Regions from separate parts of the Sus scrofa genome. Here region 2 is linked to region 1. A link is a contact called in public HiChIP or PLAC-seq data. All regions are on one chromosome and are shown on one strand. Each heading gives the region's core, a stretch centred on a gene start, on an enhancer-like site or on the middle of the called end of the contact. The rest is flanking DNA. Distances are from core to core; before and after follow the strand shown.

Region 1 (2,606 bases), core at 61-2,560:
TGGCCAATATGATAACAATAGTTAAGATCCTGGTCTGGCTTCAGTGAGCCCAAGCTCGGCTTCTGACTCTGCAAGTCCCTGAGGCTCTCTAAGCCTCAGTTTCCTTGGCTGTAAGGTGGAACCAAGAATAGCACCTCTCTATGTAAATTGGTGTGCCATTATGGAGAACAGAAAGTTCCTGAAAAAACTAAAAATAGAGTTGCCATTTGATCCAGCAATCCCACTCCTGGGCATACATCCAGACAAAATTATAATTCAAAAAGATACATGCATCTCTATGTTCACAGCAGCACTATTTACAAAAGCCAGGACAAAGAAGCAACCTAAGTGTCCACTGTCAGATGAATGCATAAAGAAGGTGTGGTGTATACACACAATGGAATATTACTTTCCCATAAAAAGAATAAAATAATGCCATTTGCAGCAACATGGATGGACCTAGAGATTATCATACTAAGTGAAGTCAGAAAAAGAAAGACAAATGCCATATATCACTTACATGTGGAATCTAAAATATGACATAAATGAACTTATCTACAAAACAGAAACAGACTCAAAGACATAGAGAATAGACTTGTGGTTGCTAAGAGGGTGGGTCAGGGAGGGATGGAGCGGGAGTTTGGGATTAGAGGCATCAACTATTATACACAGAATGTATAAGCAACAAGGTCCTACTGTACAATACAGGGAACTGTATTCAGTGTCCTGTGATAAACCATAATGGAAAAAGAAATAGAACCTCCCTCATAAGAATGTTGTATGGAAGAAATGAACTGATGCTTTTAAAAACCAAAACTAAAAACTAGCACAAGGGAAGCCCTCAGTAATGGGAGCCCTTGTCTTTCATGAGATGAATCATGAAGGCTGTGAGGGGTTGGTTAAGGCTAGAAGAGTCTGTCCAGTGATTTACGGAGCTGGAGTGGGGGAGCTCTGAGATGAGCCTGGTCAGCACGTTGGCTCAGGGGTGCTGTATAAAAGTCTGGGCCTTTTATGTTTTTCCCTCCCCACCTCCCACCCCCAACCAGAACCTCCTCTGCCTCTTCTGCAGCTGCCACTCCCGGATTACTTTTGAGCCACTAAAAGTGTAGACCCCTGGGGCTAACACCCTGGGAAAATCCTGCCTCCATCCTCTCCCATGTCTCATTTGAAGGTTGGCTGAAGGGCTGACTTACAACACTTAAAAAAAAAAAAAAAAACCCAGAAAATCCACTTAATGCCCTTGGTTTCCCACGAACTAGTGGTGGAGCAGTCGCATTTGCACAAAACAGCATGTACTAAAATAGGCAGTTTGAAATATTCCTGGCAGATGGTGCTAAATATAGACACAGTGACAGATTGGCCCCACAGTGCAGCTCTTCTCCCGAGCTTTAAGAGTGTGCTGGAGCCAAGAAGCTTCTCTTTTCCAGAAGACTGTGGCAACAGCCCCAGGATCTCACCATTCCAGAGAGCTGCTAAGACTTAGAGAAGGGAGGTACCTAGGAGTGAACACAGGTACCATGATAAGAGGTTCCCAAATTCCACAAGTGCTGGAATGGAAAAAAAAATGCAGAGAAATTCTGATGAACTGGAATTGATTTATTGGTCTTTCTGAAGGATCAACTACTCTCCCAAGAAGTGTCTTCCATGAGCAAAAAATCAAATGGAAGTAGAGGCAGTAGAGTACAACGGTAAAGGCTCTGGTTTGAACCCTTGTTTTGCTCCTTACTGGTCATGTGAGCTTGGTTAAGGTATTTAACCTTTCACTGCCTCGGTTTTTTCATATGCAAAATGGGATAATAATAATAATAATAATACCCATCTCATGTGAAGATTAACGAACATAAGGTATATAAAGGCCATGCACAGTGCCTGGTACAGAATAACTATTGCTTGGATGGTGGCTATTTTACTTAATGGACTAAGGAGAGAGGTACCTAAAATGGCTAAAGGCTTTGAGGCTTGGAAGAATATTTTGGATAAAAACCAAGCTGAAATTAAAAATAAAGTCAGGTTGCAAACACTTAAATAGTTTTTTTGTTTTTTGTTTTTTTGCCTTTTTGCCTTTTCTTGAGCCGCTCCTGCGGCATATGGAGGTTCCCAGGCTAGGGGTCTAATCGGAGCTGGAGCCACTGGCCTATGCCAGAGCCACAGCAACGTGGGATCAGTTCACAGCAATGCCAGATCCTTAACCCACTGAGCAAGGCCAGGGATCAAACCCTCAACCTCATGGTTCCTAGTCGGATTCATTAACCACTGAGCCACGATGGGACTCCTTAAATAGTTTCTATATTCACTAAGATTGTATTTGGAATGGGTGACGCCATAAACTGCTACCCAGTGGAAAGCAATCCCTGTGGGCTGGGTATTGGTGTGTGAAAAGCTGGCTTCTGTGGAAGGGAGAAGACACTTTGGAAGGGGCTCAGTCATTACCTTAAAAGAGAAGGCAAATCTCTCTTTTCATAACTGGTACGGACTAGGACTTTGAACACTGTTAAATTCACCATCTGACTTCCATACAGTAAAACTTTTAAAAACCAGGAGCATTGTCTCTTAAATTTTAATGACAGTACCTGCCAGTCTGTGGCAAGTGCAGTTAAGGGGCCTGCAAGTTGGTCCTGTGCTCTGGC
Region 2 (2,606 bases), core at 41-2,540, 330 kb before region 1:
CTCAGAGAGGGCGCCACAAAGGTGGAACTTGCTCGGAGCAGCAGAGGCGGAGGAAGAACACGAGGAGAAGACCAGCCACGAGCCAGAGAGAGAGGCCAGTATGGCACGAGGGTGAGGGGAGCCACAAGGAGTCTCACGGGGGCAGGTGGAATCTTGGTCTGCAGTCCGCTGCGGGGGCAGTTGCTTGAGACACGGCGCCTGCCAGAACCTGTTTCTTGCCTCCCCTGACAGGTACACCCTCCACTGGGGACCTGGGGACGGGAAGGTACTGGAGCACGCGGACCAGGGAGGGCTTGCGATGGATCCTGGGAGCAGAGGGAATGCCGCCCAACCTGACCCAGCTCCTTCCTCTCTGGCGGGACAGCGGTGAATCACAAGACACAGAGCCCCAGCTCAAAGGGCCGTTCTCCTCCGGACCTGGCTTGATGCCCTGGCGGCTGTGTGCTGTGGAGGCAGGGGATTGACCTCTCTGAGGGAAGTGAGTGCGCTGCGATGCATGTGCACAGGTGCTATGGCCTCTTAGCGTTCTTAGGGTCATGTCCTCCTCTTCGAAGAGGACCAGGGAAGAAGCAGCCACACGGCAAGGATGAGACGGTGGGAAAGCTGCCCTCTCCACAGCACCTTTAATAATTAAGACTAGACCTGCAGGCCCCATTCCCGAATCACTCAATCATTTCAGAGGCTGGACAGCACATCTCCTTCATCCATTTGAGGCTCATCATTCAGTGACCAGGGAACTATTAACCAGTCATGAAGGGCCCCCGGAACATTCATCTCTGACAAGCTCTGACACAAGATATATAACCAGATCCAAATACAGCCCAGATTCCTTTAGGAATGCATATGCATACTAAGGCTTTCCTCTGGAGAGAGGGTTTAATTTTTTTTTTTTTTTTTTTTGGCTATGCTCACAGCAGGCAGAAGTTCTTGGGCCAGGAATAGCACCTGGCCCCACTGCAGTGACCTGAGCCACAGCAGTGACAACTCTGGATCCTTAACCTGCTGGGCCACCAGGGAAGTCCCGTAATTGTTATATCATACAGATATAATTCCTAAACAAGAAAGAGAATGCATGGCAAGCCGCTCCCAGGGCAGGCGGGCGGGCAGGCGGGCACGCATGGAGGTACTGACAGCAATTTATCCAGTTTCTCAAGAGCCTGCTCTGACTCTTGCAGTTCTGGTTCTGCACTAACCACAGAAAGGCTGGAGGCCAGCTAAGGCCTCTCTGCTATTTTTGCTGGGGCTCCTGTTATCCTTGATAACCCTTCCAGAGAAAAGCCTGCCCAGTCACCTGTCCTCTCCCCTGCCTGGATTTAATCCTCAGGTCAGTCGCGCGAGGCTGGTATTATAACGCCCTTTCTACAGTTGCAGAGATTAGTCCTTGATTGGCTGGTCAAGTGGCAGTGCTGGTTCTAACCCAGATTGGTCTAAATCCAGGGCCAGGCTCCTAACCACTAAACCGCAGAGCACAGAAAATAATTACTTTGGGAAATGATACAGGCATAAAGTACGAATGGATTCAGAAAGGATCTGGACACATTTGCAAATCATAGTGACAGAAACAGAAGTTAGAAGGACATTTCACATTCACAGGCACCATCAGGGAAACTGACAGACCCTCCCTTGGCAGGTGTCTGGGGTCTCTGTCAATGGAAGCTCTTCTCCTTGTGCTCCTTCAATTAGGAATTAATATACCAGCCAGAGCAGGGGTTGTGAAGCTTTTCATTACAATGGCAGTTTCACTGTAATGTAACTTTTCATTACAACTACATCTAGTGAAAGAAAACTGAAGTTCTTCTGCAATGCAAATACCGCAATGTCTTTACAAAAACTTGTTGTTTGAAAGATAACTACATTTAAAGGCATCAGTTGTACACTACAACTCTGATCTATGATCTTAGTAACATTAAGACAAGCAATACATCAAGGATCTCTTCCTTCGCTTGAGTAAGGAGGAGAAGGAGGAAGCGCTATTGTTTACAGAGCCCTTTAAAAGTTCCAGATCTAGTTTGGAAAAGTGGTTAACCCCTAACCCATTTCATACTCACAGTGTCTCTATGAAAGGGAACTATCAATGTCTCCATCATAAGGAAACACTGACTCACCTAGCTGTACCACCTGGCCAGGCCAGGCCTTGAACCCAGGCAGTCTGGCTCAGACCACAGGCTTTTAATCGACTTTCCCCAAACCGTATAGTCAAATGAATTTCTAATAAAAATGAAGATTCTTCTTCCATTACAGAACTATTACAACATGTTATCATAATATGTATCCTCTCTCTGAATGGAAGTCACCTTGAGATAAACCTCTTCAGGTCAAGCATTAAAAAATGCATTATGATAAAATAAGATCTAGAATAAATGCAAACAGTAATTTCCTTTTTAGGGTAAACCCTATGGCAATGACAGCAATTACAAACAGATACTAACAGAGTGGCTTACATGCCTGCCATTGTACACAAAGTTGATAAAATTCCACTGTCATTAAGAGGGCTTGAAATGAGAGTTGCTTTTCTAGGATAGACCATAAATTCCTGCTGATTCATTTATAGAGTCAGTCCTTCACTACCGTCCAAGATTAATGGTCATGAATTTGCAAGGTGGCTG

Evidence for each region. HiChIP or PLAC-seq counts read pairs in DNA pulled down with a chosen protein or histone mark.
Region 2: a contact with region 1 is called in an H3K27ac HiChIP or PLAC-seq map of skeletal muscle, with 2.9 times the contacts expected there. The contact joins two enhancer-like sites. A contact is called at or near these places in 1 of 47 Hi-C or Micro-C datasets (fibroblasts) and 1 of 2 datasets of contacts at active chromatin or transcription factors (skeletal muscle).

Annotation. Positions count from the first base shown.
Region 1 is chr9:125,392,340-125,394,945 of Sscrofa11.1, reverse strand. The region is part of intron 8 of TSEN15 (tRNA-splicing endonuclease subunit Sen15); the gene reads right to left. Among named protein-coding and RNA genes, the nearest start is that of TSEN15, 93 kb to the right of the region's middle. Within about 2 kb of position 1,310, at least 16 of the 83 cell types and tissues checked have an H3K27ac peak or open chromatin away from gene starts, as enhancers often do. A contact at or near this core is called in skeletal muscle, where this site is marked.
Region 2 is chr9:125,723,260-125,725,865 of Sscrofa11.1, reverse strand. All of the region lies in intron 2 of C9H1orf21, which reads right to left. Among named protein-coding and RNA genes, the nearest start is that of C9H1orf21, 110 kb to the right of the region's middle. Within about 2 kb of position 1,290, at least 5 of the 83 cell types and tissues checked have an H3K27ac peak or open chromatin away from gene starts, as enhancers often do. A contact at or near this core is called in skeletal muscle, where this site is marked.